Linked DNA regions of Mus musculus: all the other regions are linked to region 1. The links are chromatin contacts, called in public HiChIP or PLAC-seq and promoter capture Hi-C maps. All regions are on one chromosome and are shown on one strand. Each heading gives the region's core, a stretch centred on a gene start, on an enhancer-like site or on the middle of the called end of the contact. The rest is flanking DNA. Distances are from core to core; before and after follow the strand shown.

Region 1 (5,132 bases), core at 1,951-4,450:
CGGTAATATAAGCCAGGCAAAGACACGCAGATCTCTGAGTTCAAGGCCAGCCTAGAACAGAGGGGGTTCTAGGTGAAGGAAAACTTAAATCGAGGCTTTGTGGACTAAGTCCACTTTGAATCCCAGTGCTCCGGAGATGCAGATCTCTGAGTACAAAGTCAGTTTACAGAGCAAGTTCCAGAACGGCCAAGCTTAGGCAGTGAAGGGGCTGGAAAACAGAAAGCTGGTGATGTAATAGAACACAGGGCCATGTTTCAGCCCCAGCAAGCAGCAGAACTCGGCAGTTTTGGCCATGTGGCTCTGGCTTTAGAGTCCAAAATAGAAGGGACTACAATTGATGCTGGCTAGCTGGAGCTAAGACATTAGCAGTGATTAAGAAGAGACCAGCATCACTGAGGTGACATCTTGTGGGAAGTGTTATCTGAGAGCACAGAGAAGCTGTGTGCCAGAGATAGCCAAGGTTGTACCGTATGCTGCAGCTGGACTTGGTAATGTGCAAGAGTCACCCAGTGGTACTGATTCTGAAGGCATGAAGGGGTCATGCAGAGCAGCTGAAGCTCAGCACTGTGAGGCCATGAAAGGCCATTGGTGAAGGTTCAGTCTCACCTGCAGTTGATGGCCCAGGACTGACAGGGGGTGGGGTGTGGTGGGGTGGGGATCATGCAAAGGAGCTGAGGCTTGGCACCATGAAGAGAGGCTATGAGAGGCTACTGATGAAGCCTAGTTGCAGTGGAAGAGCCCTGTGTACTGAAGATGCCAGTACCCCTCTGAGTCCCCAGATACCCTATGGATCTTACACAAGAAGCCTCCATACCTTCATGGTCCCTGGGGTTAAATGGTACCAGGCTCCAGCACCCCTCCTCCCAGGCAGCCTGCCAACTCCAAGACAAGGGAATGGCTTCTCAGACCGTCACTCCCACAGCCCTTGAGCACCGGGGGCCCATCCAAAGTTCTATGAGAACGAAGAGCCTACGGTTGTCTGACACCCCCTCCCCAACAAGACCCTTCACCCCCTTTCAAAGGACTTGAGTTGTCTTACCCTACCAAAGACTAGAGACCATCCTCATATTCCCCCAAGAGGGTGGGGTACAAACACCCTCCAGATGCCTTTCACTGCGGGGGGGGGGGGGGGGGGGCAGCCCCAATGGCTCCTCCCCCAGGTACCAGTGTGAAACCACCCTGTCCCACAACAAGCTGTGGCCCACTCTGTGCCGGTCCCTGAGGAGTCACACACTCATTGTTGGACTCTTCCCTTGGAAGCCTTCAGCAGAAGTACCCCAAGATGTCCATGGACCCTACAGTGGGTGGAGACTGCCCAGCTCCTATCCTTGTCCATTGGTGACACCCAAATCATTACCCTCACAATCTCAAACCCTAGAACCTGAGTGTCAGGAGAGCCCCCAAATGGCCTTCTCACCTGGGTCTCCCAGGGCTGTGCCGAATGCGCCCTTACACACTGGGTACCCAAAAGTCCACGAGTCCTCTGAAGGGGATCAACACTGGATCAACACCTCTCCTCAGGGGCCCCAAATCTCCACAGCTCGAATAAGGATGGTCTTGCCTAGAGTGGTGCTCTCCCTCAGGGGTTCCCAGCACCCCTCACTGGGGTCCTCAGGGGTTTGGGTCTGCCAGGCTTGGTATTCCTCCCTCAGAGACCCTCAAAGCTCCCCAGGACAGCCTCCAGACAGCACTTCCTTAGGGTCCCCTAGGGTCTCATGGGCCCCTAACTGGGGAGACTTGCTCAGTCTCAGCACATTACCTCTGGGGTGTCTTAGGAATCAGGCAGGGTCCTTTAAACCTATGACCCTGGGTGGGCAGGGCTTTCCTGCCTATTCATGGAATGTGAAGTGTCCCCCAAGGTCCTTGAGACAGGGTTTCTCTGTGTAGCCCTGGCTGTCCTGGAACTCACTCTGTAGACCATGCTGGCCTCGAACTCAGAAATCCACCTGCCTCTGCCTCCCAAGTGCTGGGATTAAAAGCGTGCGCCACCACTGAGGGAAACACCCAAAGGTGACCTCTGGCTTCCACATGCACAAACACATACACACACACCCATACACACACACACCCATACACACACACACCCATACACACACACCCACACACACACACACACACCCATACACACACACACACACACACACACACACACACACACACACACAAGCCATCCTGATCCCACTCAGCTAAGCTTAGGTCCTTAGGACCCGGCTTTATTGAAGTTTTACCTCAGTCTACACGTCTCCTTTAGGGTCCCCATGTGAGCACAGGTTAGCTTCATCAGCACCTGTCTCAAGAGCGCCCGGGTGGGTGGGGCTTCGGGGGCGGGGACTAACATTGTTTACACCTGTCACTTGTCCCTAAAGTCCCTCCCATGGGAGGGATTTGGACCCATCTGCACTAGTCCCCTTCCCCGTCCAGACTTTAACCTGTGTTAGGGTTTTTGGTAGGCGGGACTTACCTGCCTGCACCAGTTCCTGGTCCCCCCAGTGGGTGGGGCTTAGCGGTTTGCACCTGTAAGAGATGTGTCTCCCCTCCCCTTGGGCGGCGCTCAGCGCTCTGCAATCGTCCCTGGGGTCTATGGTGGGCAGGGCTCAGGCCTATCACCCAACCCTGGGGTGTCCTGGTGAGCAAAACTTAGCTGTCGGCATCTGCCCCTGGGGGTCCCCGGTGGACTGGGCTTCAGCGTTATGCATCTGTACTGAGGTCCCCGGTAGGCAGTATTTAGCCCTTATATTCCAGCCCCAGAGTCCCCAGTGAACAAGACTCAGCTAGCTGTGCACCAGCCCCCGGGTCCCCTGTGGGCTGGGCTTAGCTAGTTCTATGCACCGTCTCCGGGATCCCGGGTGGGCAGGACTCCGCTCATTTCACCTATCACCAGGATCAAGCTCCCCGCGTCCCCGGTGCCGACCCACGTACCTCGCGAGTGGTCACCTCCTCCTTCTCGGAGATCCGGAGCAGCAACCTATCATTCTCCAGCTCCAGCGCGCGGACACGGTCGATGTAGTGTGCCAGGCGGTCGTTGAGCTCACGGAGCTCCTCCTTCTCCTGCAGCCGAGACAGACGCGTGGGCGACAGCGGCGTGGCGGGCCCCGCGTGGGGCGGCAGAGACGCCATGGCGGAGGTGGCGGCGGCGGGAGAATCACCTCGGTTGCCCGAATGCGGCGCGCTCATTCAATCCGCGCCGCGGAAGATGGCGCCGCCGCCCGCAGCGCGCCGGAATTTGTAGTCTCCTTGGCGCGGAGCACGCAGGGAGCCGTAGTCCACAGGGCAGCTTGCGAGGCATGCCAGGAGATGTAGTTTCCAGCTTTCCAGTAAAACCCGGGGTTTGGCAGTTACCCTGATTGCGGGTGGAGGAGGCGTTCTGATTTCTACATGTGTACAGATGCACACATGAAGCCACATAAGCGCACACACAGAAATCAATTAATAAATTAAACAAATGCAGAACAAATCGAACAAAAAGACAGCAAGGGTGGGTGAGATGCCTCAGAGGGTAGAAAGGCACCTGCTGCCAAAACTGATGGTCGAATTTGGATCGCTGAACCCTACATACGAGAAGACAAGCAATGCACACAATTGTCTCCTGGACTCCAATTGGGTTCTTCGAAAAACACAGAAATATGTGAGTTTGTGTTTTTGTTTTAATTAGAGGTGTCACATATGGGGCTGCTTCAGATAGTCTGCAGCAGCTGACTATGATTTGCTTCGTGCTCTAGCAGAGGCACGGTTTTGTCAGTTGCACATAGTTTCTGCGATTGTGACCTTAGGAATTATGGACACTTTTCAGAAGATATACAAATGTTATGGCCCCAAGACGGGCTTTGGTTGGTCTCTGTTGGTAACGGTTTGTTAACTAGTCGTGTGCAAAGAAGAAACAACAACAAGAAGAAATTAGATAGCCTGACAGCAAAATCAAACTTGCTCCAAGGAACTCAATGCCCCCAATCAACAGGAAATAGCCTAACAATAATGTCACCCCCTCTTCTCTCTGTCCTTTCCCCCCTCCTATCTAGTGTTAAGGGTTGAAAGGATGGAAAGAGGGTAGAAAAGGGTGGAAGAAAGAAGAACCCACAAAGTAGCCAAGTTCTGCTAAAGTGTCCACACACAGGAACATAGTAAACAAATGTAATTTTTAAAAGAGCCGCCACAAGGCAAATGTCCACTACTGTCTTCCCAGCACTGGCAGGAGGATGGTGAGTTTGAGGATAACATAGCAGAAACACAGGGCTACCAATGTGAGTCAATGTGTAGAGTGTTTGCCTGACTGAGGTCCTGGCTTCTATCCCAGCACCGTGGATGAGCCCCCTGCTCTCACCTCAGCACCAGGCAGATGGAGGTAAGAGAATCAGGAACTCAAGGGCAACCTCCGTGACACAGAGGGTGTGATGGTTTGTATATGCTCGGCCCAGTGTGTGGCACTATTAGAAGGTGTGGCCCTGCTGGAGCAGGTGTGGCACTGAGGGTGTGGGCTAAGACCCTCACCCTAGCTACCTCGAAGTCAGTCTTCCACTAGCAGCCTTCAGATGAAGATGTAGAACTCTCAGCTCTGCCTGCACCATGCCTGCCTGGACGGTGCCATGCTTCCTGCCTTAATGATAATGGACTGAACCTCTGAATCTGTAAGCCAGACCCAATTAAATGTCCTTATAAGAGTTGACTTGGGGCTGGAGAGATGGCTCGGTGGTTAAGAGCACTGACTGCTCTTAACTCGGAGGTCCTGAGTTCAAATCCCAGCAACCACATGGTGGCTCACTACCATCTGTAATGGGATCCAATACTCCCTTCTGGTGTGTCTGAAGACTGCAACAGTATATTCACATACGTAAGATAAAAAAAAAAAAAAAGAGTTGCCTTGGTCATGGTGTCTGTTCACAGCAGTAAAACCCTAACTAAGACAAAGGGTGTGAGGGAATATGGGCTATATGAGGCTCTGTCTCAGAAAACAAACAAACAAAATGGAGACCTGGGCAAGCAAGAAGACCCACCCAATCCAAATCACATAGGCCAACATGAAGCTGGATGTGGTAGAGCACCTGCATGTAATGTCAGCACTCCTGTGGGGAGACGGGGAGCAGAGACAGGAAAGTCCGGGGACAGCTAGACCACAGTACACAGGAAGGGGGATAGGA
Region 2 (5,132 bases), core at 834-3,333, 920 kb before region 1:
AAGTGCGACAACTCTTCCATGTCCCTGCAGATGGGCTACACGCAGGGCGCCAACCAGAGCGGTCAGGTCTTCGGACTGGGGCGGCAGATCTACGATCCCAAGTATTGCCCACAGGGCTCTGCAGCTGACGGGGCTCCTGCGGGTGACGGCCAAGGCGAGGCCCCAGAGTACCTGGCCTACTGCCAGGAGGAAGCTGGCTACTGAGCACCCAGCATGCCAGCTCCCCCACTGCATCAGCAGCCCTGTGTGGGCTTTGGGGTTTTCATTGTGTTTTGTGTTTGGAAACTGGTCATCTCTTTGTATCTCTCTCTGGCCTGGAACTCACTGCAATCCTCCTGCCTCAGCTTCCTAAGGGCTGGGATGACAGATCTGTGCTATCTATGCTCCTTCCTCACCCACCATGCCTCGCTTCCTTCCCAGGATTGACCCACCAGACAGGGGACATGGGTGTCCTTGGTGGGACAGTGAGGCTGTGCGTTTCCCAGTGGGCTGTGGGAGAGGCTGGCCCCAATGGGCTTCCTGTTTCTTCATCTCTTTCACATCAGTTTGTGGTTTGTGAACCCGGGGAAATTACAGGCAGTTTCAATGAAAGAAAACAAGGGGTTTTGTGGGGGTTTTGCCTCAAAAGTATTGGAGTACACTAGGCTTTAAAATACTGCAGGCATTCTGAGGGACTAAGTTTGCTTTCCCACGACTCTCAGACTTCACCCTCCTGTGCCCCGTGGGGAAACTGAGGCAAGCCAGATGTGACCCCAACGCCTGCAGCCCTCCCTCACTCCTCTGGTGTTTGAAGGCTTCCCTGCCCCTGTGCAGGCCCTGATTAGGTGTGCTAGAGTCTGGGCCTCGGAAGGGGCCACACATGACCCACACGGGCCCCTGCACTGCCAGAAAATGTGAAATTCCCTGTGTGGACCAAAAAAACAAAAAAAAAAACAAAAACAAAACAAAAACAAAAACAATAAAAACCTCTGTTTCTAAGAGTAAAGTACATTCCTGAGTTTGGCCGTGATGGAGGGGGCGCTGTCTAGAAGCAAGGTGCAAGCCCTGCACAAAAGTTAGGGAGAAGGCGAGAAACAGACACAGTTGAATGAATGATGTGAGATAGATCGGGGCTAGGGTGGAGAAAGAGGCTGAGTCTCCCTCACCAGCTTCCTTCGAACTCCTATGCATCTGCAAAACCCCAACTTCTAAGGCCCCCTAACTCACGCTTGCCAGGGTGATCTACACCCATCTCCCTCTATGCTTTGTGAAATAAACCAGTTTTTTTTTTCCAGAGTAGGAGACATCTGAGAATCTTGCCTACAATCCAGGCAACTATTGATTCTAATCTTAGGATATTGGGCTGCCACCTGATTCTGAAATTGTCTAGACCAGAGGATGTTGCTAAAATGAATGTGCAGGTCCTTGAAGCTCTACTTTGGAGATGAGCTCACAGAGGCTGTGGTACAATTCTGGCTGGTGGCAGGAGATGGCACAGGATACAAAGACCTTGTGCAAACCTTCCGACCTAAACTTGGTCTTTGCCTGAGGTCCCACATCATGGTAGGCAAGAATAGACTCCAGGAAATGGTCCTCTGACCTCCACAGATATGCCATGCATGCATGTGTCCTACCCTAATAAGCAAATTAATTAAATTTAAAAACAAAGGTTACTTGTGGTGGCACACGCCTTTAATCCCAGCACTCAGGAGGCAGAGGCAGGCGGATCTCTGTGAGACCAGCCTGGTCTAAGCAGTGATTTCCAGGCCTACCACAGCAGTGTGAGCCACTCTCAAAATTAAAAAGTATTTTTAAAAAGGAGTCCTTGGGGAGAGGAGACAGGAATGTCTTGCTGTGGGGAGCTGCCATTTCAAGATGTGAACTCACAGGTGACCCGTTGTCCCCCTCTTTGTCGTGTCCCAGTGAAGCCAAACTGATGCAGCAGGAATCCTGTTGTCCCTTTAAGAAACCCGGCTCGGAGAGGCGGGCTGTGGTCCCGCCTCCTCCAATGGCAAAGTCGCCTGAGTAGCAGGTGCAATATCCAATAGTAGCGTTAGGGGGCGGGGCTGGGTGCTCCTTAGGGCACCGGGTTGCGAAGGGCGTCGTCCGCAATTGAGCGGGGCTCCACTTAAAGGGGCCGCGCTCCCCCGCCGAGGCCGAGAGGAGCGAAAGTGGATGGAGTTTGGGGGCCTCAGAACGGTGAGAAAATCCCCGAGAGGGTGGAAGGTGGAGCCTGGAGATCTGGGGATGCTGTGGGGTGAGGGTGGGCTGAGCCACGTTCCCTGATAATTTGGGGTTCCAGGTGCCTACTCTCCCTTGCCCTTCCTTATCCTTCCGGGGAGTGTGGGAAAAATGGACCACCGATCCTCACAGCGGTCATCTGGTCACCTCGAGGGACCTCTGCCAACCTACACCTCCAGTGTCCCACTTTCCAAATGAGGCCTGTCACCCCCCACCCCCCAGATCTCAAATTTCACTTTATGAAAGAAAAAAGTCCCCGAGTGGAAGCCGCCAATTTCCATGTAGATGGTTAAACTTTGGCAATTTCCCTCTCTGTCAGCCTCAGTTTCCCTATCGGTATCATGAAGCAGGCCACAGGCATACAGTTCCGGGGGGAAATAAAATAACGAAATCAGGAATGGCGTGCTCAAGGAGCCTGTCCCTGACTCCTCCTAGCCGGCGGTCTTCTGTACCCTCCTTTTGACTCCGGAGGGCGGGCCCTCCTTCTTCTCTGGTTTCCTTGGGAGCGTGACTTTGCCCCTTTTTGAGCCTCAGTTCCCATCTCTTAAAAAATAGAAGGCCAGCTGCAAATGACACAGACTCCGGGTCTCACCGGGGGCCACCTGGGGCGAACGGAACCGAGACCCCGGTCTGGTATGAGGCTGACCGTGGAGCCCCGAGCCCCAAGCCCCAAGCTTTAAACCCAAGCTCCGCCCCCTAAGAATGCAAACAGGGTCTTCCAGACCCCAGCCTTCATCGATAGCCCTTCCAGCCAATCAGCTACGAGGACGGCTGCGCGCCGGGTTCCCATTGGTCACTTCCCTAGTGAATTTCTTTCTATGGTGCCTTGTTTGCCGGGCTCTTTGCGGGAGATTTATTGAGGCTCAGCCCGATGTTCGGAAGGATGAGGATCAGAGACCCGCAGACATTTGTCTGGAGCCACACAGCTCACTCTCAGCCTTTTCTTTGTCCTGTCCTCTCCGCTGTTTCCGGTCCAGAGTCATCATGGCCTTAGGCACACAGCTGATGCTTCTGCTGTGGAAAAATTACACCTATCGACGGAGACAACCGGTAACGCCCGGGGTTTGCAGGTCGGGGGGGGGGCGATGGCAGGTGTCCATCACGGCCCCCCAAAGTCTCCTACCCATTCTCTCCCCAGATCCAACTACTAGTGGAGTTGCTTTGGCCCCTCTTCCTCTTCTTCATCCTAGTGGCTGTCCGTCACTCCCACCCCCCTCTGGAGCATCACGAATGTGAGCCGCTGTGTGTGTGGTGGGACAGTGACAAGCCTCTCCCGCCCTGCTTGGCGCTGGGGTCTGAGCTGGGTGTGGCGGGTGGCCATATCATTTAATGAGCTGATAATAGAAGTGAGGGCGACTATGAGCAGATGTCTCCCCGCTCCAGGCCACTTTCCAAACAAGCCATTACCATCGGCGGGCACGGTGCCCTGGCTGCAGGGCCTTGTCTGCAACGTAAACAACTCCTGCTTCCAGCACCCAACGCCTGGCGAGAAGCCTGGGGTCCTGAGTAACTTTAAGGATTCCTTGTGAGTGAACTTGGCAGGTGGGGGCTGGCTGGTGAATGGGGTCCTGGACTCTTGAGGCCCCGCCTCCCACTCCCTCTCTGCTCCCCAGGATCTCGAGGCTCCTCGCTGATACCCGCACAGTGCTCGGGGGCCACAGCATCCAGGACATGCTGGATGCCCTGGGGAAACTGATCCCCGTGCTCAGGGCAGTTGGAGGTGGAGGTAGAGACCTGGGGCTGTAAATCGGGCAGGGGGTTGGGGAGGAGGCTGAGCTGCAGGCTGAGCTTGGCTGCCTGTTGGCATCCCCTCCCCTCAGCACGACCACAGGAGAGTGACCAGCCGACCAGTCAAGGGTCAGTGACTAAGCTTCTGGAGAAGATCCTGCAAAGGGTGAGGGGGGGCTGGCGCGAGGAACTCCCGTGGCCGCCTGGGATGAGCCCTTGCCCCTTTCAACTCCTCCATTCCTCATTTGTAAAGCGGGGTGATAGGAGCTCGGTGGGGATCAGTGGGGGGAGTGCTCACCTCCATTCTGGCTCTGTGGGAGGATCATGGGTCCAAGGTCATTTATGGCCAGGGGACTACTGAGCAGTCCACCCAGGTCTCACCCATCGTTGCTTCACAGGCATCCCTGGATCCTGTGCTGGGTCAAGCCCAGGATTCTATGAGAAAGTTCTCAGATGCTATCAGGGATCTTGCCCAGGAGGTGAGCAGCCCCAGCCAGCCTCTATCCTGGCCAGGAAGCAACATGCAGACGGGGAAGGGAAGGGGACAGAACAGGTGCTCCTGCCCAGGTACCTGCCCAGGTTCAGGCTCCAAGTTAGAAAAAGCTATGTGTGCTGGTGCATCCCTCCCACCGAGCGGTGTGCTCCAGACTCGAGGTGGGAGAATTGCAAATTTGAGGCTAGCCTGGGCTATAGATGGAGATACTATCTCGAGCAACTAAATGGACTGAGGGTGTAAGCCAGCCCAGCATGCATGAAACCCTGGATCCCACCCCTAATTCTTCATAAACCAGGAGAGGTGACACTGCTGTCACACCAGCATTCGGGAGGTAGAAGCAGGTCCTCCTCCGCTACATAGCAAGGAAGGCCAGGCAGCCACATGAAACCCTATTTCAAAAACAAGACAAAACAAAACAAAACAAAACAAAAACCCAAACACAAAACAAAACAAAAGCCAAAAACCAAAAAAGGTTGTCAGATGGTCTGCAGGAGGTGTCCAGCTGCCCTGGGTGACTTCTCTACAGCTCCTGACACTGCCCAGCCTGATGGAGCTCCGAGCTTTGCTGCGGAGGCCCCGAGGGTCAGCTGGTTCTCTGGAGCTGGTTTCGGAGGCCCTCTGCAGTACCAAGGGACCCAGCAGTCCAGGGGGCCTGTCCCTCAATTGGTACGAAGCCAACCAGCTTAAT
Region 3 (5,132 bases), core at 1,085-3,584, 820 kb before region 1:
CAGCAGGGACAGTCACCTCTTTATTCCGCTTCTTGGCCAGTGTTTCCCACTGGCCCTGCTCAAGGGGCCCTGGTGTCAGGACTGCACAGGCAGGCATATGAGCTCTCTGGGCCTCAGTTCCCTCTTATGTGCCTGCATCCACTTCCACCCAGGGAAGGAAACTGCCTACAGTCCAGAGCCCAGAGAAGCCACCACTGGTAGGGCCAGGCTGCCCATTCCAGCGTGTGCCCGTTTCTCCTTAAAGGTGGGAGCAGAGCAGAAGTCTGCCAGGATTGACTGATGGCCACAGAGGTGCCTCTCTGTCACTGTCATACCCAGGACTGGGTTGGCAGGTCCCTGCCTTCATCATTCCCAACTTGAAAAGAGCCTCAGCAGCCCACCTGTAGGAGCCAGGTCCTGGGACAATCCAAAGCTGGGCCCAAGGGCTGTAGAGAGGGGCCAAGAGAAGTTGGGGGTTCAGCTAGCCAGGCCTCCCAGATACAGAGTCCAGCCATTGATTGCTATTGGATCAGGTCCCTAGCACGGCTGATTGCAGGGAGGGAGGCACCAGGTTATGCCCCTTGTTCCTTCAAATGTCCCCAGTCCCACACAACAGAGCCAGTCCCAACCAGGCCAGGTTCCAGGCAATGCCTCATCTAACCTGTTCACTGGGGTCCCAGCTCAGCTTAGTACCTCGGGGCCCTTTACCACATTGGAAAACTCACCAGCAGTCGTGCCACCCCCAAGGCCAGGCTCCCCGTCACTCCCCAATCACAGGGTTCAGTGGCCCGCACCAGACAGCCAAGGCAGGAAGGCAGCCGCTCCCGAGCGGGCGGGACTCAGGGACTCACAGGCATTCCGGGAAGCAGAGCCGGGGGATGGCCCAGACACTTGACACACTCATGCCTTTTTTTTTTTTTTTTAACTTTTCAGAGCGTTAATCATGACATCTGAGGAGACACCCTGAGATCCCTCCCTCACCACCAGGCTAGTTCAGCTGTGTCCCTCTAGTGCATCTCTAGTACCTAGGGTGGTGGCACCCACTCTCCCCCACTTAGCTCCCTGGTGATGTGGTTTCAAAGTCACTCTCTACTACACACTCCCCCAACCCAAACCAGAAGAGGAGACTTGAGAGACGTGGCTGGGACCAATGGTGGGGCCAGGTCTGGGCATCCACCCAGGAAACCCAGTAAGGAGACTCCTTGATAGCCAGGGGTCCTGAGAACCCTCAACGCTAAAGACACCAAGTTGGGTAGGAAGGGACAAAAATACCTCACGGAGCACCAGGGTCAAAGACCACAAGAAAAAGAAAGGGGTCAAAAAGGACACTGAACAGGAGTTGATAGAAAACAACAGAAAAGAAAGGTTAGGGGGTCATGACTGAGCCTGGGGTCAAATGATCATGGCACAAGGTGGGGGTTGGGGTTCCCTCCCAGGACCAGGGTCAAGGGCAGGAGTTGCGGGAGAAGGTTCCCGGGGTGCAACCTGAGTCTCAGGAGAGGGAAGGTCCTGGGTCTAGGAGGACGGGGTCCCTGGCATGAGGTTAAGGTTCACTGGGAGAACAGGGGTCCCAAGGTGAGGTTAAGGTTCAACTGTAGATGGGAGGGTGGTGGTCTGTTAGGGTCAAGGTTCAAAGTAGATTGTATGGGAATCAAGGTGCCGAAAAGAATGAGGGGTACCTCCAAAGACCCAATACCAGAGTCAAGGCCAGGAGTGACAGGCTGTGGACAAGATTTTCAGGGAAGGAAGTTCTCACCACCAGAGGCGGGAATCCGGGTCAGCCAAAAGGAAAGGGGGTGGGGGGGTGGGGGTCATAGGAAACTGGGGTCAGTGTCAAAGACGGACAATGGAGGTCGCAATAGGAGTCGGGGTTCCCTGGGAGCTGGGTCAAAGCAGGAGTGAGAGAGAGGTCCCCGGAGATGGGGGAGTTCAGCCAAGAGGCTCACCGGCTGGGGCAGGGGCAGGGGTCGCAGCCGGACGTGGGGTCAGGACTATTGGGGCAAGACCGAGACTGAGGTCCACGCGGAACGTGGGGTCTCGCCTCACAGAGAGAGATGGGGCGCACAGGGGTCGTGACTGGGGGCGGGGTCAGGGGGGTCGCGGGGAGGGTCAGAGGTCGCGCGCGGTGCGGCACCCTCCTCCGCGTCCGCTCCCACCCTGCAGCCAAGGAACGGCCGCGAGAAGCCCGGAACCAGAGCCTGGCCGCACGAGTCGCGTGGGGATCGCGAAAGGGTCACAGTGGCGTCTCGGGCCGGCGCCTCACCTCAGACCTGATCGCTGAGCCCGCGACGCCTCGGTTTCCCGGAGCCTCTCAGCGGCCGCCGCTCACTTCCGGGTTCTGGGCGCCATGTTGCCGGCGGCGCGCACTTCCGCTTCTGCGAAGGGGCGCGGCCTTAGGGGCGGGGCCTCTTGGGGCCGGGCAGTTCTTGCTACTTGAGGGAGCTGGACCCCTTCTCTGTCCCCTGCCTGACCTTGCTGGGCTGTAGATCGTTCCTCAGTTTCCCCTTCAGGGCTTTGCACATGCCCTGGCACACTTGCAACATCAGACCCCACCAACCTCTCACACCCTTGCCATCCTCCGCTCCCTTAGAACTATCTAAAAGCCCTATTTTCTTTTCTTTTTAGACAGTCTCACTATGTGGCCTTGTCTGGCCTAGAACTCACAAAGATCCACCAGAACTCTACAAGTGCTGATCTTAAAAGCATAAACCATCATGCCTGGTCCAATCTCTAAAACCCACTATAGATCTAATTCACGTGTCTCCCTTCTCAGTCCAGACCTAGGGCAATGGCCTCAGTGGGGCTAAAGCCAGTTCAGTCACCATCCCCTTCCCAGCTGGGTATCATGAATTCAGGCCCAGAGGCACCACCATTCAGAAGCCTGTGTCCTGCAACCCTGAGATTAGATTTGCCCATAAGTAAATGAACTGTATGGATGCTGTTTTATCTCCATGTAGCTGGCTGTCCTGGAACTCCCTCTGTATACCAGCGTGGCCTTGGACTCAGAGATCTTCCTTCCTCTGCCTCCCAAGTGTTGAAATTAAAGGCATGTGCCACCATCCCAGATGAGAACCTGGCTCTTTATTGTGCCCCCAAAAAACCCCTGTCTAAGGGGCAGGAAATCAGGACTATCTGTCCTCAGGGAAGGAGACCCAGGCAGGAGTCTCTGCATAAAGTTAAGGATACCACTGGAGATCTTAAGCAGTAAGGCTATAGAAACTTGGATTTTAAGTTTAATCAGGAGTTTTTCACAGAGACCAAAAGGAAAGACAATCTAGATAAAAAGAAAAGCTGTTTAAAAGCCTGGTATAGCCGGGCAGTGGTGGCACACTCCTTTAACTTAATCTCAGCACTGGGCAGGCAGAAACAGGCCATCTCAGTGAATTCAAAGCGAACCAGGGCTACACAGAGAAGCAGTGTCTTGAAAACCAAACAACAATAAAAAAGCCTGGTATAGTGGATTGGGCAGCCAGCTTGGGGTAAAGTGCTAAGGACCTGAGCTCTATCCCCAAGCCCAGGTGTGGTGGCAGGGGTTCAGATGATCATCCCGGTGCTGCAGAAGCAGAGGCAGGAGGGTTCCTAGCCTGGTGGGCACATTCCAGGTCCAGGAGGGACCAAGTCTCAGGGAGCAATACAGGTGGTACCTGAGGAGTAACTTTGAAGGTTAACTTCTGACCTACACACACACACACACACACACACACACACACACACACACACACGTGCATGCGCGCGCACACACACTGTACACAAACACATACACCCCCCACGCGCACACACAGAATAAAGAGTTTGGAAGTGTGAGACCCACTAGGAGGCTTGAGTCCCACACCCAAGAATCCAGTTCCCTCTCACCTTAGTCCTCTGAGATATGTGTCACCTGCATTCCCCAGGGGAAGAAATGGAGGCAGAGGACTATCCTGAAATTAGTCCCAGGTCACCTAAGGAAAGGCATGGAAGTGACCTCTGCCACACGTCCAGCACGGGAAGCCATGAAGTCACAGTGGATAATCTTGCCTCAAATGGGGGCAGTTTGCCCAGCCCAGGGTGTATCTAGCCCTGTCAGCCCGAAGGAATCTGCCAAGCTGGGGATGGCTAGGGAATTAGTCAGATTTGGGGATTTCCAAGGAAACACAGGAGTCAGCCTCAGAAAGCAACAGGGACCTGGCTCTAAGTCCATGGCCCAGGTTTTTGTTTGTTTGTTTGTTTGTTTGTTTTTGAGACAGGGTTTCCTTGTAGCCCTGGCTGTCCTGGAACTCACTCTGTAGACCAGGCTGGCTCGAACTCAGAAGTCTGCCTGCTTCTGCCTCCCAAGTGCTGGGATTAAAGGCGTGTGCCCCATGCCTGGACATGGCCCAGTTTTAAAGATGCAGCAGCATGGGCTTGTTGTGTGACCCCAGGAAAGGCACTTTACTCCTCTGAGCCTTTAAACTAAGGAGCTACATGCTAGGTTGTTCCACTGACCACACTGACAAACTGTGGCTTCGTTTGTTTTGAGAACAGTTTCATGAACTCAGGCCAACCCCAAACTCAAAAATGTAGCCAATAATGACCTTGAACCGGGTCGGTGGTGGCACATTCCTGTAATCCCAGCACTTGGGAGGCAGAGGCAGGCGGATTTCTGAGTTCCAGGCCAGCCTGGTCTACAGAGTGAGTTCTAGGACAGCCAGCAGCCAGGGCTACACAGAGAAACCCTGTCTCGAAAACAAAACAAAACAAAACAAAACAAAACAAAACAAAACAAAACACAATAACCTTGAACTCCTGATCCCCACTTTCCAAGTTTTGGGGATGACAGGCATGTGCTGGGGGTGACAGGCATGTGCTGGGGTGACAGGCATGTGCCACTATGTCTGGTTTATGTGGTGTTGGGGATGGAACCCAGGGCCCGCTGCATGCTGGGTAGTCCACCTTCAGAGCCCCAGCCTAGTTTTAGCTTTACGATTTGATATGGGGGTGGGGGGGTCAGATACATAGGGAGGGATGAAGCCCAGCACCTTAGGCTAAATAGGAAAGTACCAGCACTGAACAGCTCTGCACAGCCCATGTCATTGTTTCAAAGGATAGAAAGCCCTGCCAGGGAGTGCTAAGGAACTTCTGGAGCCCTCAGCTTCTCAGACTGGAGCAGCCCCAGCCCCAGCTCCCCTATTGAG
Region 4 (5,132 bases), core at 1,136-3,635, 790 kb before region 1:
CTTCATGCTAGACTGAGACTGGCTCAGCTGGGTGTCCCCCAGTGAGGGCTTCTAGCCTATCCGTGTTCAAGGCGGGTGGGACTATAGGTGCAGGGACCTGATTGCCCACCCTAGTCCAAGGCGCTGTGGCTGTCATCAGTGGGTGGTGGTTTGTGCCAGTGCTATGGGTGTTAGGCTACCTCAAGCCTGTAGCCGGAGCACTAAGGCCTCGTCTTATGTAAGGACAGCCATGGTGTGGGCTTTGGTGGGTATTGGCCAGCCGTGGTCACAGTGCCTGGCACCTGATGTCTGTGCTGCACTTGGCCTTCTTTAGCTGGTTCCGGAAGAAACACCCTCTGGCTGAGGCGCTCGTACCTATCCCACCAAGCCCAGACACTAAGGACCGCTGGCGCAGTATGACTGTAGTGCCCTACCTGGAGGACCTGCATGGCCGTGCGGAGGAGGAGGAGGAGGAAGACTTGTTTGACATTGAGGACGGCATTATCTACACCCAGGACTTCACAGTGCCTGGTAAGCTGGCTTGGCGCAGCTCCTACTGGAGCTGGTGACTTTGTGCACTCTGGGGCTGGTCCCCTTCCCAAGTCTCCAGCCAGCTAACATGAGCCACCAGGACTGCCAAAGCCATCCTGGTGGCTGTGGCATTTCACTCTGGGCTAGATGAAGGGCTCCCTGGCTGCATCTAGCAGGAGGAGGGGAACCCTGGAGGGCAGTGGGTAGGGGCCCTGAGACAGCCACCTGAGGGAGGGTCCAGTGGCCCTCGGTCCTGGCCATGCCTGACCTTATATCGCCTTCTTCCCCAGGTGTCGAGGAGGCGGCCGAGGCAGGGCTTAGCGAGGATGCATGCGACACATGCATGTGGAAGAGCCAGGGCGCAGGCCTTCCTGGAGAGGAGCCCGAGGAGGGGTTTGGGGCTTTAGTGTAGCTCCCTGTCTGCTGCCCCACCCATGTCCTCCATAAAGCTTTGTCCACTGTGTCTGCAGGTGGATGCTTGCCGCGACTTCCCTCCTGTCACTACCCTGACAGGCTCCCCACCAGGGTTTCAGAGAACATGCCTGGGTCCAAGGCCTGAGCTAGGTCCTCAGTGCCAGGGTGGCCACCAGCCAGGGGCTCTTGGGGCCTTTGTTCCTGTGGCCTGCATGCCAGTCCCACTTAGCTCCTGGCCTTTCAAATAGCTTTGGTGGGAGGGTAAGGACCTTGGGCTACTGTGTCTCCTGTAGCAATTGAGAGTTCTAATAGCAGTGCCCGCTGGGTGCCAGGTGGAATCCACAAGGACAGGTATACACCTGATGTCCAGTATGGGCCTTGGCCACAGCCCTTTCTAAGGTTTAAAGCATCCCTATGTGGGAATAGTGTCTTCTACTCTGTCACGTGGAGCCCTTGTCTAGACTGTCCCACAGGCTGGGCTCCTGGCTGAGAGCTGGTTTCTCTGCTGGGGAGAAGATGTACTTAGGTGCTGGTTGCATGAGGGACCCTTAAGGCTGCTGTGGTTTGAAGGAAGGCAAGGGTCTGGGGACACTGGTTGGCCATGGAGCCCATTTGTCAAATGGGGTAGTGTTGCACAGAGTGAAGTGACCGTGCTCTGAGGATAGCCTGATCCCTCTGTACTTGGCATGAGGGTCGGACTCTGCAGCAACAGGACAGGGGCTTTCTACTCAGTGCCTTGTGTGGAGGAGGGGACAGATGCTTTCTCAGAGTCCACCTGACCTCAAGCCTCAGTCCCATGCAGAGTGAGCCAGAGTGGGTGCTGCTAGTGTGGCCAAGTCAGAGGGTTTGGGAGAGAAATTCTGGATCCAGGAGCGTGGGCAGTGGGCTGTGTGCTGGGTTCCACAGCCGCATTGCCAAGCACTGGACTGTGGAGTTACATGTAGACACTGACCTCTGGAGCCTGGGAAGCTTCAGGAGAGGCCATCTTTTGTCCCACTGCGAGGGCAGGCCAACAGAGCAAGCTGGTCTGCAGCCCTCAGCTGGATGATCTCCTTCCCGGTGCTCATCGCAGCTAGTAGCTCCCAGGCCGAATGCTTCATCTCCTTGTGCCTGTACTGAGGGTCTAGAGCCTCTCCCTTGGAGAGCTCTGTGAGCTGGTGCTGGGCTGCCCAGGCTAGACAGGCAGGTGAGCGTGGGCATGCTGCAGGAGGGCCAGGGCATAGCACTGTGAAGGCAGTGGGCCTGCTTGCCTTTGGAGCTACTGAGGGGTGGGTGGCACCAGAGGCTAGAGCACCTCCGACCAGCCTCTGTCACAGTTGGGGCTGGCTGGGCCCTGGGGCTTTGAGCTACCTGCCCCTTGGCTCAAGCTATGCTTGCCATCTTCCCGTAGGACAGGTCCTGGAAGAGGAAGTGGGTCAGAATGGACAGAGCCACAGTTTGCCCAAGGCTGTTTGTGTGAATGGCACAGAGCCCCAGCTCAGCAGCAAGGTGAAGCCAGAAGGCCGACCTGGCACCGCCAACCCTGCGCGCAAGGTGTGCTCCAGCAACAAGATCCGCCGGCTCTCGGCCTGCAAGCAGCAGTGACTGAGGCCTACAGGTGGGCATGGGCCTGGGTCCAGCCATCCCTGGTGTTCACAGTGGGTGTCTGCTGGGCTCCTAGCTCCTTCCCGTAGGGCAGTGCTGCAAGGGGGAAGGTCTGGTGGTTGAGGTGGTACTAAGTGACCACCCATTCTACCAACAGTGTGTCATCAGGATCTCTGGGCAGGTGTCCCTGCAAGGCTGGGTTTTCCAGGCCTGCCTGTCCACTCACTTCGGGACGTTGGAGCCGAGGGCGGACCTGCTGCCCCAGAAGCACTTTATGTCGAGACCACTGGCCGGCCTTGCCTGCATGCCGCCCTGCGAGCCTCGCTGTCTTTGGGTTGGTTTCTTTTTTTTTAATAAAACAGGTGGATTTGAGCTATGGCTATGAGGGTGTTTGGAAATATGGAGCAGGCGGGGCACAGGGTGGCCTGCAGAGAAAACCCAGAGCAAACAAATATGCAGAGACATTTATGATTAACCAGACAACACGACCAACCACAGAGGGCGCAGGGCAGGGAGTGGGCAGGCACTCACAGCGAGTCTGCCCTATCTTTTGGCAATAAATAAAGCTTGGGAAACTTGAAGCTGCCACCTGGGCTGTTCTGTCCGTTGTGTCCAAAGCCCAAGGCTCTCGGGGAGGAATGAGACGGGGAGCCTGTGCACATGCAGAGAGCAGGCGCGGTCGGTTATTGCTCAGAGAGGAAAGGTAGAGCGCATACCATGGACAGGGTAAATCAACTCAGAATATGGGGCGGCGAGCTCCTCTCTGATCCTCAGTGCCCCACAGTCACTTCACCTCCAGTAGGTTCGCTCACACAGTGGCAGGCAGTGTTACTGCCTGCCAGTGCTCACGAGTGGAGGGTCAGCTGATCCTGGAGGGAGGCTGCACATGCACCTCAGAACCTGCTCCACCAGCATCTGTGGCCAGAGGCTGGGTGCTGGGGTCAACCATATATGGACCGGAGAGTCCAGTCTCGTCATCCTCCCTGCAGTTGAGCCTGGGTCCTGGAGCCTCTTGCTTCCGGAGGCCACTGCGCTAAGTGCCCAGGGGACACTATATGTGCACACTTGGGATTTGGGGGCCGTGTACCCATGCACGGCCACCTCAGGTTGCTCCCGCTGTTGCCACCATTCCCACAGCAGCCCCATGTGCTGCCGGAGAAGCAGCAGAGAGGCAGGTCCAGTACAGAGCTTAGGCCGGGCTGTGGTCAGGGGATGTAGGGGCAGCAGCAGCGACAATCAGCACCTGGGATGAGGCAACTGGCTCAGCAAGACGGGGAGAGAAGAGTCTCTCGTCGAGGCTGGCTGCTAGCTTGTCTAGCAGGGCCCCGGCGGGCTCAACGCACAACCCAGAGCCTGGGCAACCACCGCCTCCACCGCCAGGCTCCTCCTCGATGACAGGAATGGATGGGTCATCACCCGTGATGGGCAGCGCACGGCCTTCAGGAGGACAATCAACGCTGTCCCCACGGCGTAATGGCGCACGTGTAGGGCGGGCCACTCCAGGGGGCGTGGCTGCACGTGCACCACCGGGGTCGCTGTGCTGCCGTCCTCTCTGTTGCCATTGCTTCCGCGCATGAGTGTGAGGATGTGCACGTGTGCGGTGACGCGGTGCATCGTCAAAATGAGGGTCATGGCGCAGGAACTCATGGAAAAGAGCGTCCGTCTTCTCGTCGATGCTGTAATCGCGGCGCGGCCTGCGTGGCCAGGCTCGCGGGCTGCGGGGAGGACTGCGGGCTGGAGCAGGAAGTTCTGAAACTTCGTCGCCTGCTCCGCGCCCCTCGATGCTCGCATAGCCACTGTCCATCTGTAGCAGGCGGCGGGCTTCGCCGTCCTTAGGCCTCAAAGCAGGTGGAGACTCCGGAGGGGGTGGGAAGGCGGGTGCTGCCCCTCCACCTCCGGAACCCGAGCCCGAGCTATCGCCGCTGCGCACTGAGTCGCGGTCATTGCCGCTGCTGCTGTGGTCCGATGCAGTGGCTGCATGGAGCTCGAGCGAAGCACGAAGGCTCCACAGGTCACGGTAGCTGCACTGTGCATGCTCGGCGTCCTGCTCTTGCTGCGGGTCCTGCTGCTGCGCATGCTCGGGCCCCAAACTGATGCCATGCTCCGGAGGAGTCTCAGGGCTCGCTCCTCCCGCCGCCTCTGCTGCCTCTAGCCTGCAAGGCCAGGCCCATGTGGTCAGAGCCTGCAGGCATTGCCCTGCCCTGCCGGCCACATGTTTGTGCTTTAGGGACTATGGACACGGAGGGTCTCCCATGGGGTCTGGGCCACTCCTAAGTAACTCTTGATTTGCAAGGGTACCAAGAGAATGGACCTGAAACAGACTCCAAATCATCAGCCCCTTGTCCTAGGTTACTGCACCCACTGGTCAAGGGCTGATACAGCCAGGTGTGAATCAATGAAGCTAAGGGTCAGCCCCAAGTTTGCAAGGCCTCAGCCTGCATCCCAGTGGTTTTAGCATTTGGGAGTTTTGTTTTTGACTTGGAGGGAGGGAGGTTATTTCTGATTGCAGCTGTTAGCAAGGCCGCTCCTTGATTGGGGTCAGGCATACATCAGGAGTGCAGGTAGGCAGAAGGGATGCTGGCACCACTGAGGAGCCCTTCAGGCCTCGGAGCCTGCCACATATC
Region 5 (5,132 bases), core at 1,858-4,357, 600 kb before region 1:
CTCCAGACACCAACTGCTCAATGCCAGGACCTTGCCTGCCAGCCAGGGCTGCTGGCCTACAGGTGACTGGTAGGGAGGGGAAAGGGAAGGCCCTTTTCAGAACAGAGCCAAGTGGCTCTAGGAGACCCTCTCAAACCTCAGAGGCATCCCAGGATGACCCTGAACTGGGGTTGTAGACTGAGCCTGTGCACCACACACTGTGGGAGCCCAGGTAGCCAGCATGCTGCTCTGTGCCTCAGTTTCCCCATGTGGGCCGTGGGGAGGACTCAGAGTAGAGCAGCAGAGATGTCTGGGCTGTGGTACCAGCATGCAAGGGCCATCTTTCTCCCAGCCACCTCCTCCCATCCTGCCAGCCTTGGGGGCCCAGCAGCCACATTTGCCTTCTTCACCCCAGACAGTGGGGGACACAGGACACAGTGTGACATCCAGCCCAGGGTAGGCAAGAGCTGACGAGCCCTTAGATTCAGAGCAGGAGGGGTCTGCTAGCCGCCAGGCTGCCGATGGCTGCTAGCGCTCTGAGCTGGACACCAGTGGTCTACCGGAGACTAACCACTGGGTGCTTGACCAGGGCATCATGCCTACCAGTTACCTCACTGTGTGTGTGTGTGTGTCTGTCGCTGTCCCTGGCCAATGTCACCCCTTGCTCATACCTGGTCAGTGTGTCCTCTGCTGCCATACCGTCTCCCGCCCTGTTCTACTACAGTGTTACACTTCTGTACATACTGACCCCCGACCCCCCACGCAGACCCCCGAGTGGACACCCTGCCTGGCTTCTGATTCTTGTTCATATCTTTAATAAAGCGAGCCACTCCATCGATCTGTAGCTTCATCTTTATCACTGGCTCTGGGGGGGGGGGGTCGTTCCAAGACCTTCTTCTACAGCTCTGTTCAACCCCAGAAGGTGTTTCTGAGCTCCCCACTGACTCGACAGCGTGTCACATCCCCACATGCTGGAGCCGAGGTTGACTGAGGTTCAGCCAAGCTGTACCTGGCCATCAGCCACTGGTCATTTGTGGTGGAGGTGTCATGGTGGAGGTGGGGACCAGGAGTCCAAGCTGCACTGGTCAGGGCAAGTTGGACCCCGTGACCGCCAGGAATGTGGAGTGTCAGGAATGATGTAGCCACAAGCTAAGGCCACTTCTGACAAAACAGTTCCAGCCAGCTTGGGACCCAAGGAGGCAGGTGTGGTAGCTAGCGCCTGAGCTGCCAAGGGGTGGCAGGGGGCTTGGGTACCCAGTGATCTAGCCTGGCTTAAGGGAGAACTGTGTTCAGGCATCAAACATCTTTAATCTTCCAGAACTAAAGTCCAGCCACCCCAAGAGTGGTGGGTCTTCTGCAAGAAGGCAAACTAAACCCCAGATCCAGAAGGGGCAACATTCACCACACACAGGGACCTGGCCTTTGAGTTCCTCTTGGACCCCTGGGCTCCCCAGAATGGAAACTCCCTTGATGAGTCTCCCCGGCCCCAGGGAGAACTGAGAAGGCAGTGTAGCCCTAGAGGGCCTGAGCCAGGCTCTATGAAGCGTGCAGCTAGCCCATTCTCTCAACCAAGATGCCAGTGGCTGGCCTGCTGTGGATGCTGGGGATGAAGACCTTCACTGCCCAGGGTGACATGGGACAGAAGAGCACACCGGTCACTATGGGGCAGACTGGCTTTGAGCCCCGACCTGCAATCAAGTCCTTGATGCAATTTAGGCCAGTGTCCCCATAATGAGGAGGTGGCCATGTCCCTAAGTCCCATCATGAATTAGAGGCCATTAAGGATGGAAGAGGGAACAAAGCTGCTAGCTGGCAAGGTGGGCCACTGGGTCTCCCCGGGCCAGGGTTGGGACAGCAAATGTTGACCCAGAGCCTCTGGTTGCTAGGTGCCCAGGCCTGGACCAAGGACATCAGGTGTAACTTCGGCTCTAGGAGGTGGCTGAAGTCACCTGGCTGATATCCTGTTCCAGCCGCTGACCAGCTTGCCGAAGGCCATCGAACTTCTGTCTCAGAGCTTCCCCCGCCTGCCGCAGCCTCTCATTCATAGCCACGTAGGCCCGGCTCTGTTGGTAGATCTGCTCCTGCTGGATCTCAGAGTCCTCAGCCCTTGGGGATGGGTCTGGGGGGTCTGAAGAGAAGAAACAGTGTCACCATCCCCAGGCCTGACATCCACCAACCCAGAGGCAAGAGGATCAGTGGTTCAAGGTCATCCTTGGCTACATGGTGAGTTCGAGGCCAGCCTGGGCTATATAGGCCTATTAGGCACTAGAAAACAAGACTCAGTTTCAGGTTTTGGTGTCATGGAGAGGACAGGACACCTCCAGCCACCCTGGCCTGCCGTTCTACCCAGGACTGCCTGGATTCCTGGATCCTAGGCCAGGAGTCGCAGATATGGCCCCTGCAAGTACTCTGGCCCCCCATTAATTTGTAGGAGCAGCTGGCCACGCCCCTCTGAGACAAGGTCTTGAACTCACAGCAATCCTCTTGCCCTAGACCCGGGTTGGCAGCACTTTCAACTTTTTTTTGTTTTTGTTTTTCGAGACAAGGTTTCTCTGTGTAGCCCTGGCTGTCCTGGAACTCAGTCTGTAGACCAGGCTGGCCTCGAACTCAAAAATCCGCCTGCCTCTGCCTCCCAAGAGTTCGGAGCACTTTCAATTTTATTTCTGATGATCTTTCTTTGCAGGGGAAGAGAAGGGCAGGGACAAAAAAGATTCGTCCCTGCAGTCGGTTTGCTCCCCACTCGGGAGTCTCACGTTCTCCTACCTTCCGGGGCCAGGGCAGTGAAAACAGGATCTTGAGCGGGTGCCCCTCGCACGTCCTCCAGGATCTGCTCCACCGTGGGAGGCGCGGGGCGAGTGGGCAGTACCACGCGTTTCTTCGCCTTGGAGTTCATCTTGTAGGTGGAGCGCGCGCTAACTGGGGGTCCACTTTCGGCTCGGCCCGCCCACCTCGCGAACTCCTACGCACCCCTTACAGACCTGCGCCGAGGTCCCTACCCCGTCTCGCTTTCCCTCCTCCCGGAACCTCGGAGTTTGGCTCGATCTCCGCGCCAGTTTGCTCTTGGAACACCCCGCTGCCTATCTTCGTTCCAAGAACCTAGGCGGCCGCCACCGCTTCCGCTTCCTGCTTGAACGCCACTACGTTCCGGCACTTCCGGTCCACTCCAGCGCCACGCCTCGCGAAACCCCTCCCCCGTCTTAAAGAGCCCTAAGCCTAGATGCTCCTAGTTGCTATCCAGTAAGATCAGAAGGAACTCTGCCCTCCTTCACCGCGTGTGGTGGGAGGAAAGGGGTGAACGTGATTTCGAGAGTAATCAGTGTACAACCATTGCCAGGTACACAGTGGGCGCTCAATAAATGCTGGATGGAACCTAGCCACAGGCTTTGCTTCCTTGTGGTAGACCTTTAACTCAGTACTTTAATCTCAGTACTGTGAGGCAGAGGCAGGCAGACCTCTGTGAGTTCAAGATCATCTTGGTCAATATGGGGAATCCCAGAACAGCCAGGACTACACAGTGAGACCCTGTCTCAAAAGAGCAGTGGGAAAGCCGGGCAGTGGTGGCGCACGCCTTTAATCCCAGCACTCGGGAGGCAGAGGCAGGTAGATTTTTGAGGCCAGCCTGGTCTACAAAGTGAGTTCCAGGACAGCCAGGGCTAAACAGAGAAATCCTGTCTCGAAAAACCAAAAAAAAAAAAAAAAAAAAAAAAAAACCAGTGGGGGATGGGGGAGCGAGCTAGCTTCCTGTTCATGGCTGTATGGTAATTCAGCACTTGGCAGATCTGGGCTCAGAGCAGTCTTCCTCTGTGGGTCCTTATTCCTCCAGGGGCCCACCCTACCCTCAAGGACACCATAAACTCGACATCTTCTGTTTAACTTTTATTTGGCAACTATGAGGTTAGACATGGGGCTATGGATGGCTTGGAGACAGGGAAGGGGCAGATGATTGGTGGCTGTGGTCTGACCTCTTGCCCACTGTACCTGCTCCAAAATGAGTAAGGACACATCTCTTCCACTGGGAGCAGCTGAGGCTGAGCGGTGGGCTGTCACCTGACCCATGCAGCTGCTCTGCCCTGGCCTTCTGGGGCAGGCTTCTCTTCCAGCCTGAGAGCAGGACCTTGGGGTACCGGCCTTCTGTCCTGACAGCCAGGCATCTCTGGCTCTCCAGCCTCCAGGGATCTGTGCATGCATGGTTTTGGGCACTGGGGTATCTAGCCTGGGGCAGGTGGGCCTTCCTCAAGCCGAGGGGCCTCCCAAAGGCCCTGGCCAGCAGAGCCAGCACCATGGCCCAAGACTGGTAGCTGGGGGGCCACCAGAGGTGGCAAGCCTTGGAGGGGCTCTGGAGCTCTCCCAACACAAGGGACAGGGGACAGGCAGTGTAGTCGCTGCTCAGGCTGCTGCAGCAGGTGTAACAGGAGGGTGACAGCTGGCCTGTCCTTCGGTCACTGGCTGCTGTGGGTGGCTGTAGAGCCACCACCACTGCTGGCTGGAGATGAGGCAGAGTCCTGCCAGGATGGAGAGGGGACTGTGACTTTCTGCATAGGGACAACATGGAAACAGAAGGAGTGAGGCTGCAGCTGGTGGGTGCAGCCGGTGCCCACCTGCCCATTCCGGGCCGCTGCGCCTCCTCACCCAACAAGTGACCATGCGCTGCGGCCACTCACCCTGGCACAGCCCCTCTGTGTCCCTCTGCACACATGCGCGCGCGCGGCTGGTCACCTGGGGGGCCTGGGGCCGTGCTGTCATGTCCTCGGCCGTCCCATACAGCAGCAGGGTGTAGTAGTACAGAGTTCCTGGGCGGGGGTCGCAGTGGGCACCAAGGGGGACACCTGTCATTGGCCTGCCGGGCTCTGTAGCCAGCCTCACTGTCTCCCAAGCAGGGCCCCGTAGCAACTGTACCTACTATGTGCTAGTGGCCACACCACCTCACATCTCCCAGGTAGGTGGCACCTGGTTTGCACTGGTCAGACCATCCCCACAGTTGCTACACATCTACTGTGTGCCAGTGGCCAGACCCACTTCTCTTAGGTGACTGCACCTACTGTGTGCCACTGTGCTCAGAGTGCCCCGCTCCTTTAAGTTACCTTAAACCTAATTTACAAACCCTCACTTTCCCCACAGGTCAGATTCTCCTCACTCCCTCACACTCCCCCCAT
Region 6 (5,132 bases), core at 1,151-3,650, 530 kb before region 1:
TTCTCCAAAGAGTGCTAAGCTATACATTTACATGGAACTGTGGTGGGCTCCGCCTCCAGAAAGAGGCAGCAGGCAGCAGGTGACTTTGAGACAAAAGATGATAATCCTTGACTTCTTCATTTGGCCACACAGACTCTGAACAGGTCTGGAAAACTGGTCCCAGTACAGTTACAGGGGATGGCATTGGGCGGGAAGCCAGCCCAAGGTGGCATTGAGCCTACACAAAGGGACAGCTGGCTCACAGATGACTGTCCCCACCCTCGAGGGCCCCTAGGCCCAGCACCGCCCATTCTCGGTAGGCATGGAACGGATAAATGACAGAAGAGCAGGGGATACTCCTGGAACTCGGGAAGTGGCCACGGGTGGCCTTTGCTTGTTGGAGGATGGCAGTCACCTTTGCAATTCAAACCACTCACATCCTCCTCCATTCCTGAGGGTCCAGGGATGCCTGAGCCCCACCCTAAAGTTCTTAGGCTGATCCCCGATCTTAGCTGGGATATGAGGAGTGGGCTGCTGTGGTGAGGAGGGAAGGGGAAAGTTGGGGGTCATCACTATCCAGGCTTGTGGGTGTGTGAAGGGCCGGGCACTGCCCACCACAGTCCTGCCCGCCCCAGCAGCTCAAGGGCCAATGAGCAACGGCTGGCCTGATGTCACTGTGCGAATCTCAGCCTGGCTTTCGAACAAAGAGAACAATGGGGCGGCCAACAGAGACACTCCCCAGCTCCACAGTGCTGCCGCAGGGACCCCCATGTCTGGGTAGATTAGATCCCTATACCCTGGGACCGCTGGGGGTCAGCCTGTCAAGATGGGCGGGGTGAACCCCATGGAGAGCTTCTACAGCCAGGAGACCCTCCTATAAATGCCAGATTCTCAAGCTCAGGGTTCGCTGGGGGCTATAGTCATTTTCTCAGAGGACAGCACCTAGTCCGGACCTCCAAGCTAGAGAGCTAAGAGAGGCACCTTCTATCTAAACTACTATACTTCAATCCTGCCCTCCGGGCACCCTCCCTGGGCTAGCAAGTCTAAGCTGGCCCCGCCCCATGCCTATCTGTGGGTGGGTGGGGGGCAGCCCTAGCTGCTTCTAAGGGGCCTATGTCCTAAGGTGTCCCCCAGCTATGGCACATGGACTGTGGTTGTCCCTAGGAACCCAGACAAAGGCCGCGGTTGTGGCCACAGCTTGGGCAGTGCCCAACTTCTGCAGCAGCCGGCAGCTTTGAACAAAGGCGCCAAGAAATCCACCGAGGCCTAGATTCCACACGGGGCGTGTCCCTGGGGTCTCCTGGTCACATTCACCCTGGGCTAGAACGGGCCACAGCTTGTCCCTTCCTCCCACCAATACATACGTGCCCCCCTCAATATTTATCCAGGAGAATAAGCGCGCCCCTGCACTCCTCGACGGCAGCCACTCACCCTGACGACCCACGATCTCCGCGACATGCTCCGAGCTGGGCACCGGCACACACTCGGTCATGTTCACGCTTTTCTTGCGACTCCCGATCACGTTCAACTGCTCAGCCAGCAGCGTCGAGGGACCCAGGGCAGCCGGGTGTGGCGCGAAGCTGGCGAACACGTCTGGGGGTGATGGCCGGGGGCTCACGTCGGGGTCCAAAAGAGGCAGCCCGCCGGGGGCCACCGAAGAAGCCACGGCCATCGTGGGTGCCAGGGTCACCGAGGGTGTCAGTGCCATTGAGGGTGCCACCGTCACCGAGGGTGCCACAGCCATGCAGGGTGCACAAGTCACCGAGGGTGCCAGGGCCATCGAGGGTGCACTGGTCACCGAGGGTGCCAGGGCCATCGAGGGTGCACAAGTCACCGAGGGTGCCAGGGCCATCGAGGGTCCCACGCCCATCGAGGGCGCACCAGTCACCGGGGGCGCCACGGCCACCTCGAGCTCGTCGGGGGGCGCGGGCTCATCCTCTCCGCATTCTGTCGCCCCGTCCGCGCTGCGTGTCGCCATCCCTTCATCTCCGGGGCGCGCGCCCCCCAGCCCGAGCGCGGACAGCTGGTCCAGCGCCAGGCGCAGCGCAGCGGCCGCGTCGTCGGGCTCGGGTGGCGGCCGGGGCGCGGCATCCTCGGCTCCCGCGAGTGCAGGGTGCGGATGCCCGGGGTCGCCGGCGGTGGTCCCGGTTCCCGCGCCGCCCGCGTCGGGCTGCCCGGTGGAGCCCGGCATGGCTTTAGCGCTCGGGCCCGCGCCGCCGCCGCCGCCCGCGCCGCCCTCCGCGTCTGCGAGCTCGGCCGCCGGCCGCCGGCATCCAGCGGCGGGGCGGGGACGGCGGCGCGGGGATGCTGCGGGGACGCGGGGCTGCGGGGCGGTGGCGCTGTGGCAGGGCTGGCGGCGGCTCCTGGGCGGCCGAGGCGGCGGCGGCGGCGGCGGCGGCGGCGGCGGTGGCACGGGACGCTCGTGCCCTCCCTCCCTCCGCCCTCCCGCCGCCCCGCCCCGGCCCCGCCCCGCGACGTCACCGCGGCCAACAATGGGCAACGCCGCTGCGCACGCGCGGGCCGGGCCGGCAGTCACGTGTTTGCCCCGCCCCCGCCCAGGGTGCGGACCCTCCCCTTCCTCCTCCCTCTCCCCCTCCCCCTGGCCCGCCCGCACGTGCGGGAGGCGCCACAGGTGGGTCGGCGGAGCCCGCAGTTCTGAGCCACCTTGGTGCGTCCCGGGGATATGGGGAGGGTCGTGTGCTCCAGGAGCCCTCGCCATCACCCCTGGCTTCCCCGGCCTCCTCCCAGTGCCCGCCAGGGGACCTTCGGGACCTCTATCAGGGATCACTTGGCGGCCACACTGTGTTTCCCCTTCCCCGATCCCACAAAATCATCTCTGTGCTCAAAAGTGTGGAGTCCCCCTCCTGTGTCTTTCTTCTCTAGTCAGTCCTCGCTCTTCGAGAGCAGGGAAATCCTCCCCGTGTGCCTGGAGACCTTGGGGACCCTCTGGCAGGGATCACCTCGCAGCCACACGGTGTTTTCTTTCACATCAGCCCCTACACTGTGACTACATCGTAAAGGCAATATTCTCTAGTACCTGGCTTGCCCCAGGCTGTCCTTGCCCTCCAGAAGCCGGGGATTTCTACCTATGTGCACCTGGGGACTCTCTAGTTTAGGGTACCACACTGACTCTGGTCCCCCACCTCACCCTCAGTCATGGAACCCACTCTGAGTAACAGGGTGGCGCCAGCTCCTGTGCTGTGTTCTTCCAGCTGGTTCTGTCCTCCTCCTGACGACGGCGCCTCTATCCCAAGCACATTTAATGACTTGGGGACCCATTCCCCGAGTCACGTCCTTCCTGGCATGGTGTCTGGGCAGCCAGAGGTCCCTTTCCCCAAGTCAAGCCTTTCCCAACAGCTCATCCTTGGGGGTGGAGGGGGTTGTGTACACCCAAACTTAGACATAAGCACTTAGAACTTGTGGGGTGAATCGCTTCCCAGCAGACACTGCCCATAATCATTTGAGACGACCCTCACTGGAGATGCTGGGCTCTGAGGAAGGCAGCCTCTTCCACAGGCTCTGCCTACCTCCAGGGCCATACTGTCCCCAGCTGTTGCATATACCTCAGAGTTCCTGTTGAGATTTCTCATGAACAGGGAACAGGATGGACCTTGTCTGGGTCCTTGCCTACAGCTGACTGCAACCTCAGGTCAGTTGTGTCCCAGGGTCTGGGGCAGAGGCCGCTCCATTCTGCAGCGTTCTTAGCCACAACAGTGCCCCTCCCCCAATCCATGCCTTCCTGTCACTTTTACAACCATCATGAACACAAGTGCAGGTTGGAACACAGAGTGTCCTCACACCCCCAGTGTGTTAGTTCTTCTGCCCAGAAGCCACCTTGACCCTAATAAAAGGTCAAGAGCCAGTAGGGTACCATGGCTCACACCTCTAAGTCCCAAGCCATCCTAGTTTACTCAGGAAGTTCCAGGTCAGCCAGGGCTGTGAATTAAGAGCCAGTTTAATAATAATTACTATTATTATTATACTTAGATTATTGTTAAATCAAAGCTGGATGCTAGTGGCACAGGACTTGGGAGGCAGACAGGCAGTTTCTCTGTGAGTTTGGGGCTAGCCTTGTCTACACAGGGAATTCCAGTACAGACAAGACTATGAAGAGAAACCTTGCTTCAGGAGGGCGGGGAGAAAAGGAAAAAAAAAAAAAAGGAAGTACTGACTCCTCTTCCTAACATCTATGTCTAGCCATTCCCTGGGCCCCAGCTACAGTCCTTGTCCTTGACTTGGCAGAAACTTCAGCAGCCTTGGCAGGTATTCAAAGCCAGAGGCTAACCTGGGCTGCACGCAGTCAAGCGGGTCACTTCTGCCCACCCAGCCAGAGTTTGAACTACTGGCTGTGAGCAGAGATGGAGGGCAGAGACACTCAGATGTGAAGCTGTGGACCAGGAGGGAGGGGAGAGAGGAGGGGGTGTGAAGCTGAGCACCAGAGGCACCTCAAGTAGCCTTCCAAGATTCGGAAAGAGACAGCCTCAAAATGGTGAGGCTCCAAATTTAAATTATAGCCGAGTGTTTGCGATCCCAACACCTGGGAGGTGAAGACAGGAGACCCTGTGCATCGAGGTCAGTGGTCCTAGCCTAATTCCTGAGTTCCAGGTTCAGCAAGAGACTCTGTCTCAAACTAAGTCTGTGGGGGCAGAGAGAGAACTCACTGCTTTTGTAGGGACCTGGGTTCAGTTCCCAACACCGACATGACAGCTTACGACTGCTTGTAAGTCCATTCCCAGGAGACCCACTGCCCTCTTTGGACCTTTAGGGCTCCTGTATGCATGTGGTGCACAGACAGAAACTCAGGTGTACACATTTTTTTTTCCCTGTGTGTAGCCCTGGCTGTCCTGGAACTCACTCTGTAGACCAGGCTGTTCGAACTCAAGAGATCCACTTGCCTCTGACCAAGGGGTAAACTGAGTATGGTGTCTCACGCCTTCAATCCCAGCACACAGGAGGCAGAGGCAGGTGGGTCTCCTTGAGTTTGAGGCTAGCCTGGTCTAGAGAGAAAGATCTTATCTATAAACATCAACAGCATAAGGGCATTTCTCTTACCCAGCATGCAGAGAGCCCAGTTCTAGAGACAGTGCAGGGAGGGTTTCAGGTGAGGCTGCTGGGGCATTTCCCTGGAGGAGCCTTTCGGGTGTGGAACTGAC

The links. Promoter capture Hi-C pulls out the DNA fragments that hold promoters and counts their contacts. HiChIP or PLAC-seq counts read pairs in DNA pulled down with a chosen protein or histone mark. Capture Hi-C pulls out chosen DNA fragments and counts their contacts.
Region 2: a contact with region 1 is called in a promoter capture Hi-C map of neutrophils, with 4 times the contacts expected there. The contact joins the promoter of Abca7 here to the promoter of Lmnb2 in region 1. A contact is called at or near these places in 7 of 39 promoter capture datasets (the SN4741 cell line, cranial neural crest, fetal liver and 3 more), 2 of 115 datasets of contacts at active chromatin or transcription factors (bone marrow-derived macrophages and pancreatic cancer cells) and 2 of 9 other capture datasets (adipose tissue and liver).
Region 3: a contact with region 1 is called in an HNF4G HiChIP or PLAC-seq map of pancreatic cancer cells. The contact joins the promoter of Sbno2 here to the promoter of Lmnb2 in region 1. A contact is called at or near these places in 2 of 115 datasets of contacts at active chromatin or transcription factors (bone marrow-derived macrophages and pancreatic cancer cells).
Region 4: a promoter capture Hi-C map of liver shows a contact between it and region 1, with 3 times the contacts expected there. The contact joins the enhancer-like site here to the promoter of Lmnb2 in region 1. A contact is called at or near these places in 4 of 39 promoter capture datasets (liver, neutrophils and pre-B cells) and 1 of 115 datasets of contacts at active chromatin or transcription factors (bone marrow-derived macrophages).
Region 5: a contact with region 1 is called in a promoter capture Hi-C map of liver, with 2.4 times the contacts expected there. The contact joins the promoter of 2310011J03Rik here to the promoter of Lmnb2 in region 1. A contact is called at or near these places in 4 of 39 promoter capture datasets (erythroid cells, liver and neural stem cells), 2 of 115 datasets of contacts at active chromatin or transcription factors (bone marrow-derived macrophages and pancreatic cancer cells) and 3 of 9 other capture datasets (adipose tissue, liver and pancreatic islet).
Region 6: a promoter capture Hi-C map of neutrophils shows a contact between it and region 1, with 2.7 times the contacts expected there. The contact joins the promoter of Mex3d here to the promoter of Lmnb2 in region 1. A contact is called at or near these places in 8 of 39 promoter capture datasets (cranial neural crest, embryonic stem cells, hematopoietic stem and progenitor cells and 4 more), 3 of 115 datasets of contacts at active chromatin or transcription factors (bone marrow-derived macrophages, embryonic stem cells and pancreatic cancer cells) and 2 of 9 other capture datasets (adipose tissue and liver).

What each region holds. Positions count from the first base shown.
Region 1 is chr10:80,915,045-80,920,176 of GRCm38.p6, forward strand. It overlaps Lmnb2 (lamin B2), which reads right to left and starts at 3,201. Exons shown (of 12, transcript NM_010722.5): 1 at 2,920-3,201. The coding sequence starts at 3,174.
Region 2 is chr10:79,994,411-79,999,542 of GRCm38.p6, forward strand. It overlaps Abca7 (ATP-binding cassette, sub-family A (ABC1), member 7), which reads left to right and starts at 2,084. Exons shown (of 47, transcript NM_001347081.2): 1 at 2,084-2,178; 2 at 3,198-3,270; 3 at 3,359-3,452; 4 at 3,604-3,745; 5 at 3,834-3,946; 6 at 4,041-4,114; 7 at 4,347-4,427; 8 at 4,971-5,132. The coding sequence starts at 3,205. It overlaps Cnn2 (calponin 2), which reads left to right. Exons shown (of 7, transcript NM_007725.2): 7 at 1-990. The coding sequence ends at 204.
Region 3 is chr10:80,100,368-80,105,499 of GRCm38.p6, forward strand. It overlaps Sbno2 (strawberry notch 2), which reads right to left and starts at 2,335. Exons shown (of 32, transcript NM_183426.2): 1 at 2,243-2,335.
Region 4 is chr10:80,127,591-80,132,722 of GRCm38.p6, forward strand. Stk11 (serine/threonine kinase 11) reads left to right here. Exons shown (of 10, transcript NM_011492.5): 8 at 314-510; 9 at 2,315-2,521; 10 at 2,666-3,089. The coding sequence ends at 2,508. Cbarp (calcium channel, voltage-dependent, beta subunit associated regulatory protein) reads right to left here. Exons shown (of 9, transcript NM_001195268.1): 9 at 2,844-4,661. The coding sequence ends at 3,698. Among named protein-coding and RNA genes, the nearest start is that of Cbarp, 7.2 kb to the right of the region's middle. Within about 2 kb of position 2,386, at least 5 of the 459 cell types and tissues checked have an H3K27ac peak or open chromatin away from gene starts, as enhancers often do. A contact at or near this core is called in liver, where this site is marked.
Region 5 is chr10:80,317,441-80,322,572 of GRCm38.p6, forward strand. It overlaps 2310011J03Rik (RIKEN cDNA 2310011J03 gene), which reads right to left and starts at 3,108. Exons shown (of 2, transcript NM_025521.3): 1 at 2,743-3,108; 2 at 815-2,107. The coding sequence starts at 2,872. The coding sequence ends at 1,908. Pcsk4 (proprotein convertase subtilisin/kexin type 4) reads right to left here. Exons shown (of 15, transcript NM_008793.2): 14 at 4,641-4,769; 15 at 3,843-4,511. The coding sequence ends at 4,366. Apc2 (APC regulator of WNT signaling pathway 2) reads left to right here. Exons shown (of 15, transcript NM_001372241.1): 15 at 1-817.
Region 6 is chr10:80,385,251-80,390,382 of GRCm38.p6, forward strand. Mex3d (mex3 RNA binding family member D) reads right to left here and starts at 2,401. Exons shown (of 2, transcript NM_198615.2): 1 at 1,411-2,401. The coding sequence starts at 2,170. Gm30823 (a long non-coding RNA gene) reads left to right here and starts at 2,510. Exons shown (of 3, transcript XR_380610.3): 1 at 2,510-2,647.